2 separate regions of the Rattus norvegicus genome follow, and region 1 is linked to region 2. A link is a contact called in public Hi-C data. All regions are on one chromosome and are shown on one strand. Each heading gives the region's core, a stretch centred on a gene start, on an enhancer-like site or on the middle of the called end of the contact. The rest is flanking DNA. Distances are from core to core; before and after follow the strand shown.

The links. Hi-C and Micro-C count contacts between places; a contact is called where the count stands out from the background.
Region 1: a contact with region 2 is called in a Hi-C map of psoas muscle, with 2.0 times the contacts expected there. The contact joins two enhancer-like sites. A contact is called at or near these places in 2 of 12 Hi-C or Micro-C datasets (kidney and psoas muscle).

What each region holds. Positions count from the first base shown.
Region 1 is chr15:15,725,380-15,731,324 of GRCr8, forward strand. All of the region lies in intron 2 of Ptprg (protein tyrosine phosphatase, receptor type, G), which reads right to left. Among named protein-coding and RNA genes, the nearest start is that of Ptprg, 250 kb to the right of the region's middle. Within about 2 kb of position 2,787, at least 38 of the 93 cell types and tissues checked have an H3K27ac peak or open chromatin away from gene starts, as enhancers often do.
Region 2 is chr15:15,578,101-15,584,559 of GRCr8, forward strand. The region is part of intron 4 of Ptprg (protein tyrosine phosphatase, receptor type, G); the gene reads right to left. Among named protein-coding and RNA genes, the nearest start is that of Cep15, 320 kb to the left of the region's middle. Within about 2 kb of position 4,176, at least 1 of the 93 cell types and tissues checked has an H3K27ac peak or open chromatin away from gene starts, as enhancers often do.

The sequences.
Region 1 (5,945 bases), core at 1,537-4,036, 150 kb after region 2:
AGAAACTATCACAGGCTGGGTGTGAGGCAAAATCCTCTAGAACTCAGGAAACTTTTGCCATTAAGAGATATCAGTCATAGTACTTACTGGCCGAGTCTATGCGAGGGAAGGCCTGCAACTCAGGTGCACATAAGGTGACAGCTGGGGCTACAATCGTCTAAGGCCCTCCACCCCATGGACGGGAGGATCCATCTGCAATGTGACTCATGCACATGTCGGGGAACTGCCAACAGCCTATTAGAAACACAGTGCTACATAGCCAACAACCTCAGCATACACTGGTTTGAAAACCACTGGTGTGGCAGACCCTAGCGCTTGGGAGGTAGAGGCATGGGAATAAGAAGTTCAACACCAATTTGGGCTACATGAAATCATTAGTGCCTAAAAAAAATTTTTTTAAAAATCAATCAATCATCAATCATTCGTCAATCAGTTGTCCACAGTCAATCAATCGACAAAGCACTGATGTTAATTGCCTCAACTCTTGAATATCTGCAAATTACAATAATAAAACACTAGAAAATTTGATTTTAAAGTGACAATATCTCAGCACTACTTTTCAAACTGCGTCCTCTAACTTTATGCTTTCAAATGGTGCCACCTAGCACACTCCCAGCCACACCAGGCACCCAGTCAGATTAGTCGGAATAAACAACAAACCCAGCCAACACGGTTTAATGATCCCACGTTTCCTGTTGCCGGACTGCAGGAATTTTAAACTTTGACTGCACTTTGAGTGGTAACATGGAGGATCTTACTTTGATCCCTGGATATAAACTGTGTCTCCTTCTACGTGAGTAAAAACAATCCCAGATCTGAAAGCGTGAACAAGTTCATATTGATCAAGCAACCTCTGCCTCTGCCAGACAGTTAATAACATGGGTAGTGCATGCTGGGTGTTTTCTGGTCTGCCTCTGCCGGCCAGTTTATTACGAGGGCGATGGTGCATGCTGGGTATTTTCTGGCCTCTCGACATTTGTATCCGTGCCTCTTTCTAAAGCAGTTAGATATTTTGCCTTCACATTTTCCCCAAATAGTATTGGTTTTTTTGTTCTTGTTTTTTAAGTGAACTATTCACTACTCACTCCCAGCCCACGGCAGTGAAGAGACTGAGTTACTCTTTTTGCAAAGAATCCCTCCCCCCTTTTAAAACCAAAAGGGATTTATTTTATTTTTCAATTATGCATGTATGTAGTGGTAGGGGGTAGGAAAGGAACACTTAAAGGCAGGTGCTTACGGAGGCCAGAGGAGCCAGGTCCCTTGGAACTGGTGTTATTGGCAATTATTAGCTGACCACGTGGGTGCTGGGACCCAAACTCAGGTCTTGTGCAATAGCAGTATGAACTACTAATCCCAGAGCCAGCTTTCCCGGCCCTCAGGAAACTTTTAAAGACAACGATAAAAGCTGTGTAAATGCTGTCTGAGCTGGAGTCCTCAGCTTTCCAAGAGGCTGGCCAGCTTCCTTCCTCTCCTCTAACCAACCTAGACCATCTTCTTGGCATGTCCAGCTGGCTGACGGTGAGGGATGCTTGTATTGTCCATGGACTCCATCTTACCACCATATGGGAGGTGGCCAGTTGCCAGGGCATCCTGACACAGGTGAGCAGAAGAGGGTGGCAGGCTCTGGAGCACACTGAGAAGTAACCTGTCATATAACTGATGGGTGCACAGACTCTTAAACAGATGGCATGGCATGGGGGCACAAAGACTGAGTCCTGCCTCTCGGTGTTATCAGGTTTCATACAAAGATATGCTTTGCAAAAAAAAATGATCCCTAAGATTACCTGAGGCTTTCCTTTCTGTCAGGTTTAAATATGACATGCACAGCCACGAGGGGGGGGGGGGAGCAAACCTTCAGCAAAGTATCACAACTAACATCATCATCAAAAGGTCTAAGCGACTCTCAGCAAAGAGACAAACCACCCAGATAGACAGAGCAGGAGACAGGCCCTGTTGTTTTAAACCAAGAAGTTGGCCAGGCAACTTAACCAAGCTGATGGGCACCAGGCTCAGTGAGAGACCCTGAAATCCCCAAAATTAAGGTAGAGAAGAATGAAGGAAGACACTTGGACTCGATCTCTGGCCTCCACATGTGCACACTCGCATGCACGAACAAACATAAACAAGCCTGCGTCTGCCACATACATGAGTGGAAATTAACCGATTAGTCATGAAAATCCAAGTATCAGGTTTGCTTTAAGCAACTCAGCTTGGAGAAGTCGGCAGAAATAGACCTAAAATCAAAGTCTCAATGGCTTAGGGAAAGTGGCTTCGGGCATACAATCTGGGCGAACTAGTTAGCAATCCCAGGCCTTGCATCCTTCCCGTGGATGTGTGCCTAGAATTTCTCCTAGGATCAGTTTTGGATTCTCACCTCGGTAGAGGGGAATGTCAGAAAGCAGCCACTTTGTGATGTTACTTACATCCTCACTGATATTAAGTTTATCATATGCTCTGCAATGTTACAGGCAGAACCCAGACTCGGGTCCACAGCACACGCCTTGCATCGGCCTGCACTGCACTACCGTTCTTCGCTTGCAACCCATTTTCCCATGAACACCTCCCCAAAGCCTGAATCATAGAGCATCTCTTTCCTCCACTCTCACCATTTCCCCTGTACTTCTAATTTCTAAAACAAGCCCTCGGAATTTATGAAATCCCCTGGGCCAGTGGTTCCTGTGAATTGCCCAGGTATGAAAAGCATTACACAAACCATCAGTCACCCTGAGAACCCAAAGGCACTAAGTGTGGCTGGCCATGGTTGCTAAAGAATGTTATCTATTTCCATCTTGTGCAAATTTAGGCGCAATTGTGGTTTCCTGTCCTAGGGTGTAGTCCAAAAGTAACTCCCCAGAAGTCTGCAAAAATAATACCGGGTGTTTGTTTGAGAGGAAGACTTGAAGAGTTTCCCACTCAGAGGGGAAATGGCGTGTCCTGGCTACAGAGTATCCAGCGAGTTCCGTGTTGCCAGAACCTGCACAATGTTGGTTTAAGCATTGTTTTGTTCACAAGTAAGGCAGGGGCCCGCTGTGGTATGAGGCAGGTTTTGTTCCTTCTCATGCTACAGGGCCTGCCTGTCAGGAGACCGATTCTGTTTTGTTACCTATAAAATGAGAATGACTACATCGTCTGTGTCTTTGTAAAATTGATTGTATTGTCGATGGAAAACACCTCTCATTTCAAAAGGGCATTAAGAGAGTTTCTTCTGGAGCAGAATGTGGTACATTGTGCCTATGGTCCAGGAACAGACTCAGGCCAGTTACACCCCACAATCTGTTCCAATGAGGAAAGAGTTCACTGAAGTTTTTACATTAAAAGAGCAAAAGGAAGCGATGATAGAGGTACTTTGCTAGTACTCTGATGGGGCACCAAGTACGCAGGGCAGAGCAAGGTATGAAAATGTGGGAGGGACTTTAGACACTAAATGATGCATTCTTAGCTTTAGGAACCATAGGACCTGGGGACCTGTTAGTGCACCTCCAAAGGTTTCACATGATAGTTATAAGACTAAAGTCTCAACAATTACAAATGTCTCCCCAGTGATCTCTGCACGGTCTTTAATACAGGTGTGGCTTCTTTTCCTCTCCCAGGGACTTCAGTTAATAGGAAAGATTAAAAATGAACCCACTGTGTTTCAGGGTAATGTGCATATAAATATATATGCATATCATTTTCTTAGATATTAAATTGACTCTGAAACAAGAAGGAACATTGTATACTGGAGCTATTTAGGGGAGATGATGTCTTTACGTTCTATGTTCATTATAGGAATGACTTCATCTTTACCAAGGGTTTTAGTCTGAAATAACACTTCAGCCATGGGTGGATACATTTTCCATGAGGTACCATAAAAAGCACATTATATATTCTAAGGTGTAACCCTACTTTTAGCTTGAAATAGTAACAAGTTCTGAGTCACTGAAGATGAAATTTGCCAACACAGAAATCTGAGGTCAAGAGTAAAGATCCATCAGGGGGTCAGGAGTGCAAATAACTTTCCCTGAACTGGTCAGCCTGATGTCCATAGTATATAACATCACAAAAAGAGGCAAAGACAGCAGAAGACAGGATTGCAGCCCCAGTGAGGATTACAATGGCGCCCCTGTGGGGATCACAGTGGCCACCTGTGGCCAAATACCAGTCACTGTGGAGAAGGAAGGAGAGCTTCTGTTTCTACTCTGTGCCTAGGAGGCTCTTCCCTGTCAGCCCCTTATCATGAGCCACTCTGAAGTCAAGGTCTCTGCCATCTGTGCCCCAGCCAAAGGCAAAGACGCAGACCACAGTCTCATTGTATGACCTGAAATTAGGGAAGGCTTTCTAACCCCACACTGTTGAGTATTCTTCAAACTGGGAATAGCATCTACCCCCATCTACCTCAGCAGCAGTTAGACAACCTCACAAATACTTCATGGATCATGGAGGAGGTACAGAGACAGCAGAGCTGGATCCAGAACGAAGCTGTATATATAGTAACAATTACATAAGAGCCGACAGAGTGCCACCAGCACAGGGAATGACGGCTGGCGCGGCTGCAGTCCCTGCCTCCATTGCACAGGAAGTCTCTGTGAATACGGGGCCCTTGGCTTCTGCCTCTTTGGAAGACTGAGCATTCTTTTTTTTTCTTTTAAAGCATTTTTGCATTTGGCTTTGGGCTTCAGGACAAAGAATACATTTCACACAACTCATTCAAGCCTCTTTTCTCGTTTTCCTCTTTTTAGCTTGCACTTTTAAGGCTATAAAGAGCCTGGAATCCCCAGAAGCCTCATCTACAGCCGTTTCTGCAGAGCTTGTCACACCATCTCCACTCTCCAAGACAATGGATGCCCAGTACCCTAGAGCTGAGTGTGTTAGAAGAGGAGGGCCGCTGTGGCTAATCAAGGAGGTGTGTTCAGCTTAGGAGTTCAGGAGACTAGAAGGCTGATGCCAAGGTCATAGAGGAAGTAGTTTTTTCCCTGGGGCAGGCAAAAGAGTCAGCTCCATGCCTCTTAAGCTTCTAAGTGAATCTCCCTTTTCCTTATTGATAAGAAAATTATCCTGGATCCCTGCCCTCAACTTCATGAGGTCATCTCTCTGCATGTGCACCTCTGTCCAAATGGCCCCTCATGATTTGGACAATAGTTACATCGAGTCACAAGCCAGAACAACTTCATATTATCTCCCTTTTAATCAAAGGCCTTTACTAAGGTATTGGGGTTTAAAATTTAAACATATGTATCAGTATTTAAACATGCATATGGGGTATATGAGTTACGTCTTGGTGGCTGTGCTAGAACACCATGGCCAAGGCAGCTTATAGAAGGAAAGGTTTAGGGGGCCTTACAGTTGCAGACAGTGATTTCCTAATGGCTGGGGAGGCGTAGAACTATGCTGCAGGGTCAGGAAGTAGAGCTGTAACATCTCCAACCACAGACATGAAGTGGAGGGAGCAAACAGGAAGAGGGGCCACACTATGAATTCTCAAAGTCTGCCCCCAGCAAGGCCGTACCATCCCAAACGTTGTCACTTACTAGGGATTAGATGTTCAAATTCTTGAGCCTGTGGGGGACACTATCATCCAAGCCGCCACCAAAGGAGAGGATAACATTGCATTATCCACTGTGTTCCATTTTAATCTCCCAGGACACGTTGTCTTGCTTCCTCTCGCTCTCTTACCAAGGTCCTGTCATGGTCAAGGCACAACTGCAAGCTCTACACATAGAGGGACTTAGGCATCGAGCCACGAATGTATATGACTGTCATCCTGGTGCTCCGGAGCCCGTGGCTGAAAGATTGCAGGTTTGAGCCTGGGCTACATGGAGAGTTTCGGGCCAGTTTGGCTGCTTAGCAAGGCTGTGGCTGAAAGAAAAACTCCCAAGGGCTTGGCACTAGCAGGTACCAAGTTCAAGTTCAAGAAGGCCAATCTTGCACACATCCAGCCTGAAAGGTTTCTAAGCATCAGGCTTGGT
Region 2 (6,459 bases), core at 2,926-5,425:
AGAGGCAGGTCACATATGGTAAGCACGACATTGGACTCTGTGGAGAAAGTTTGTTTCAGAAAGACTACAAGGATTTCATTTTATACAGAACAGTGGGGGAAAGTGAGAGATAGCATTATCGTTAAGAGAACACATCTCAGTACGCCCTAAGGGAAGTTCTCTCTGGTGACAAATCAAGATGCTACCAAAGTTCGTAAGGACTTTAAACAAATAGTTTTGAATAAGCCGAGGTGAGGGCATAATTTTCAAGATGGTAGAAATGTCAAGACACTCCTTGTGTCCTCTGAGGACATATGGACAGGATCCCATTTTAACTATCAATCAGAAGAGAGGGAATGGTTAAGCCAGCATTTACAAAAGAAGAGGCAATACTGCCGTACAAATAAAGGAGAAGGGTAGCTCTCATACGAGTTTAAAAAGACACAGTGTTAGGGGCCAGGGAAATGGCTCTGTGGGTAAAGAAACTTGCCTTGGCCAACCCAACAACCTGAAATAAAACAAATAAAAACAAACAAACAAACAAATAACAAACCCCAAAAACTAAGAACCTAGGTGGTGAGAGAAATAACTCCTGCCAGTTGCCTTCTGACTTCCACATGCTCCTTAAACACACACACACACACACACACACACACACACTAATGTAAGACAAATTTTGGTAAATACAGCTGAACAGATTTCTCCTTTATTATTTATTGTTACACAGTGAAAGCTATCACTGTGGCATTTTCATATGTACATACACACATACATAAATGAAATTTAATTTTTAAAGTGGAAGATGTTTCAAATCCCTTACTATGCTAACATATGACATAAATCTTCAGGAAGGCAGGCCTGTGCCTAAATTTATTCTCAGTGGAATGCAGAAAGGAGTGAACCTAACATTAAGACCATACCTATAAAGCTATGGAGGTGAGAGATCAGAGTGGGACAACATGTCCAGATGTTTTGACTCTTATTTGAGCTGTGAAGACACCACTGTGCATGCAGTAAGTGGAGAGGGTGACACCGTGGGTCAGCCATGCTCTGGCTTAGCAGAAGGAAGATGGATGTGAATCTCCTAAGACAGAACCTAGGGGGTCACACCACATACTTTCTTGCCAGAGAAAGAGAGATATTCCAAGGCAGAAGCAGATGTGTTTCATCAAAGGGAAGCTGTTGGTCTGTCTCTGTGTGGGCTGGCTGGCATGAGCAGACAGAGCTCTCCTGGGAATGGTTGGGGAAAGAGGGAGAGAAGATAGATACAGGCCCGAACAGAACATGGGAGAAGGGAGCTCCAAAGGAAGTCAGAACAGAATGGGCCACATCTTGCCTCCTAGACGGTCCCTCATTCTGACCTAGAACGTTCATAGCATTGTGTCAGGAAAGGTTCAGAAGAGCCTCAAAAGACATTCAGTCTTGAAGACAGAAAAATGGTCAACATGCTGGGTCAGGGCTATAGTGACCCAGGACTCTCTGTAATAAAACACTGAAGCCATTCACAGGGCATGGGAACCACGGGATGGTCTCAGACATTTCTCCAAGCCTAGAAGGAATCTTGCTACTATTTATTTTTTTGCAGAAACGTACTGGGTAATGAAACCTGATGTGAAGAGATGAGAATCTATTTACAGAATGTGTTTTTCCATTCAGTATGGGCATTTTATTTGGGGCAGAGCAGCTTCCATGATTGTGTGTGTGTGTGTGTGTGTGTGTGTGTGTGTGTGTGTGTGTGTGTGTGTGCGCGCGCGCGCCTTTCTAAAAAAAGATTGGAGATTTTAAAACATCTGGCCTCCAGAGTGTGAGATAAGGAATTGCCGCTCTATAACATAAGGTAAGGTGTACATGGAATGTAATAAAGTCTTTGCTTTTCCATACTTGCTGAGATGCTCTAACCAAAGCTGAGGCGAACCATCTGTGAGTCTAGCTGGGAAGGGCACAGACAATCAATTTGGATCATTTAAGCTTATTGAAGACTTCAACTCATAAAAAGTCTGAATCAACAACTCCCGCAATCTCCTATTGTAATGAATACGATTTTAATTACCTCAGACAACAAGCACGCAATGAACCTCCACTTTAATGGAGCTCTCCGATGTTCTGTCTGGAGGTTTTCCTTTGAATTCACTCCAACTTCAATTATTAGGAGAAACGCACCGTGATTCAATTCCTGTTTGTGTGTTAGGAACTGTCAGTTACAGGATCAACCGCAGGCCAAGGAAGGAAAATGGAACGGGGAAAAAGAGGAGGAGAAGGTAACATTCTTAGGAGAACTGCAATAGCCTATCAGGAAGTCCAGGAGCAGGAACCAGACAGAGCCATTCTTTTTTTTTTTTTTTTTTTTTAAAGATTTATTTATTGTATATGAGTACACTGTAGCTGTCTTCAGACACACCAGAAGAGGGCATCGAATCTCATTACAGATGGTTGTGAGCCACCATGTGGTTGCTGGGATTTGAACTCAGGACCTCAGGAAGAACAGTCGGTGCTCTTAACCACTGAGCCATCTCTCCAGCCCCAGACAGAGCCATTCTAACAGCACTGTTGCTTTCTAGTTTGAACTCTGGGAAGGACACCTACACTACCTCACACATGCAAAGTCCCCTTTGCATACTAAAACACTCATGGCCTTACACAATGTCACCAACCTCAGGACCTTTGCACAGTTCTGTTCTTACAGTGTCTCAGGTTTGACCCTTTAGTCTTCACCTCCATCACTGTCTCTAAGACCCTCTGTCTCTTGGCACAATGTCCCTCTGCTTCAGAGTCCATCTGTACAACTGAAAGGCTTGTCGATCGATCTCCTCCAATGTCACCTCCTGAATACACACAGCTGGAGGCAGGGAAGTGGCTTCTTGCTTTACCTGTGTGTCACTAACACAGTAAGGCAGAAAACCCAAAGAAACCTTCAGTTAGCAGGGCAGCAGAGGGCACCCGAGAGCAGGTCTGTCCTCTGACCCTATGCTCACATTCACTTTCCTGAGTTCGACTGTGCTGGAAACAAAAAGAAAAGCAAAGAGAAGAAATGAAGAAAAAAGAAAAAGAAAGAAAAGAGCTGACTTTTGAAGAACATTGACTTTGCTGGATTGTATAATGACTTTCTAGTTAACAATCAGACTGGATCCAATCTACTCTATGACTGTATTTTAGCCAGGAAAATGGAGACAGGTCTAACCTGTGGGTGCCTAAAAGGCCATGGGTATTTTCAAAGAATTGCTGGGAAGGAGCAAAATCTACAAGGTTGGCTTTGCTGCAGTTTACCCTCAGGGAGTGGGACCAGGTTCCGATGCGACAAGCCTGCGCTTAAAATTCAGCCTGCAGGGCAGAAGCCTGGCACCCTTTGCTGGAATTATGGAGTTGTGCTACATGTCAAGATATAAGGCACATCGCTTTTGTAACCAACACAAGAGGCCACCATTACTGCGCAGGGAACAAAGTTCTCTATATTCTAAGTGTTTACAGTGGTGCCACGGGGTTGACGGAGGCGCTTAATCCCACTAAACGCACAGTTTCTTTGCCCTGGAGCCTCACACATGTGACACTAGTGGCATCTGTGGGCTGGGTGGCTTCCTGTACAGAGGGCTATTACATACACGGGCACATTGCCGGCATCCTGCCTTCAACTAGAAACCAGTAGCCTACCACTGCCAACAGTAACAATGGCCAAACCATCAGAAAAGATGATTGGTGTTTTCTGAGGGGTAGCGGGGGGTGGGGGGGATGGTTCCTTGGTCCCACTCCACCAATCTCAGGGTCATCCTCAGCAATGCCTCTTTCTAACTGCAATGGCAGGGATGAAGGTGCTCTAAACGGACCCTGCGCCCCTCCCTTTCCTTATCAGACTACTAAAACAATGCCCTCCTCATGCCGGAATTTGCTCAGGAACAACAAGGTGGGAGAAGGAAAAGGCTGGAACCTGGTGCAGGCCAGAGAGGAAGGCTATTTCCCAGTAAGAGATTTCTCTGCAGGTAAGATATGTATCTCCACTTGTGGAGGTCAGACAACCAACTAACTACTGTGATTTTCGATACAAGGGCTCTCGTGGACTTGGAGGTTACCCGTTAGGCTAAGCGGGCTGCACAAGGCAAGGGTTTGCATGCCACCATAGCTGGTTTTTTCACAAGGGTACTAGGAGCCAAACCCAGGCTGCGTGCACTATATCAACTGAGCCATCCCTGCAGCTCTAACAGCTCTGCAATTCTACACCCCTGCAGCTCTCCACAGTTGCCTAACAAGGGAGTCAAGCCAGGACAGTGGTGATGGGTGGGGCCATACAAGAAGCAGGGCTAGGAGGGTCTTCATCCCTCCACTTGAGCGTAAACCTCATGTCAGAACCCTGACAATGGACTTGATCTTTGTTCTCCTTCCCAACGCGGCCACACTGTATAAAATAGGTTTAATAGGCCTTTTAAGGATGAATGGCCCAGTTGACCTTGTTAGGGCTGACAGAGCCCTGGCTCTGACTTTAACGTTCCAATAACAGTTATCTTTATACATGGCACATACAAAAATGATACCAGAGGTGCAGATCAATTTTTTCACAATCGACTGAAACTTTTCTTGGAATATAATGTAGGTATGTATATGTTAGGTCTCAAAGAAACCCTGGACAAATGTCTAGCTGAGGTACCTATATAATTCTGCCATTTGGCTAAGGACCCTCTTGATCCACTGTATACTCCTAGTCTCTGACTCCTGGTTCCCTCTCCTTTTCTCTTTCTCTCTTCTTTGACTTCCTCTCTCAATCTCTGTCCCCTCCCTTCTTATGGCCCAGTTCATTCTGCAGGCCATATTCAGTAAGGACCCTTCCAGATGTCTCTGGCTGTTTCCTCCCTCCTGTCTACAAAAAACTTTCTCCTGAACCTATACCCAGGAGCAGTCGTGTCCACAGTTTTCATCCAATATGAAAAGAAATAAGCTGACTCCGAGATGCTCAAACGGGATTACCAGGAAGAGCTAGGGTAAATAAGGAACTTTAGTAACGCAAGCTAAAGTTTCACAGACACATTGGAGACAGAAGTGAGCAACTTTCATGTGCATATTTTACAGTTAAATCGGATCCAATTGCCTTTAATCCCTACAACTTAAGTACCTCCAAATATACCACTAAGAACATCAACATGTTATCACAGTTTATGAAAGCAAGCTACGAGCCAGCTGGGCCTGAGGAATCCACTTCACACGGGCAGGTTTACTATCCGAAGCCACTCAAAGGCAAAGAACCCAAGCAACTTGACCAGATGGTAACTCTGGGTATCCAAAGTACCACAGATATTAGTCAGCAACTGATGGCACTCTTCAAGCGATGGGACAATCAAACAGTCTTCCAAACTCAAAACCTTCAAAGAAGACACAGGTCTCTGTGGTACACAGTGTGAGCATAGCAGACTGCCCTCGCAGTAGAGGGTGTGATTACAGAAGAGGTACTTTCTGCCCACCACTGGGGTAAAAGCTACTGTGTTGTGAGAGTACATGCGGAAAAGTCGAGGTGGCGAACACTGTCCCACTGACCCTCAAAAGCGAGTGCACAACGGAGACATCAGTGCGTTTCCCAACTTACACAAGTTCTCACAGAAGGGTCATAAAGAGGCTGGAGGAGCTAGGTAATATGCCTGATACTCTATAAGTCACACAGACATCTGAAATGCAGGTATTTCCATTATGAAAGGGGTTCCAAATATTTATCAGACGATCAAAGTAGGACACAAATTGAGAAAAGTTTGTTGCTGAAAATAATACTCTGCCATCTGGTTCCTAAGATTAAAACAGCCCAGCATTCCGCAGGGACTCCCTGTTTTATACAACCAAACACTACCAGCATATCTAGTGAGATCTGCCACAAACCTGTCACGCTTAGCACGTAGGGATCAAACCAATCGGCACATGGTATCCCAACAGAGCAAAACTCAAATGCATGAAGAAAGCAAAAGAGGCTCACAAGACGAGTGATGTGCCAGGTGACGTTGATGAAGGCCTGAGGACAAGACTCCTTTGTCAACTCTATCAGTACCATGGCCTTCTGGTCACCAGCCTGGCTCTGTGAAAGAGGGTCTCAAAATGCTTGAGGAATGAAGCAGTGTTACCATTATTAGTTCCAGGAAAAGTTGACAGTGCCATCAGTGGTAACTTCCTCTGTCTCAACAGCCGGCGGGGACCAAAACCAAAACCAAACCCTTCAAAGAAGTTGACACCTCAGAGAAGATTCTGAGCCTTCTTTCCACGTCACCAGCCTTTTCATTTTCTAAAGAGTGACAACAAAGTCTATACATCACATAAAATGTCACCTTCACAGAAAAGAGGGCTTGAGAAGCGGATTAGGTAGACTGTGTCAAAGGGAATGAATGGCGGACATTACTGAGGAGGCGAAAGTTAGTGTGCTTGTGGATGCTTTATGGCTCTCCTCTTGAGCAAAGAAGAGACTTGTGGGAAGCTCTTTGCTATGCTCTCCACACAGGGTTTCCGGAGAGGAACGCAGGG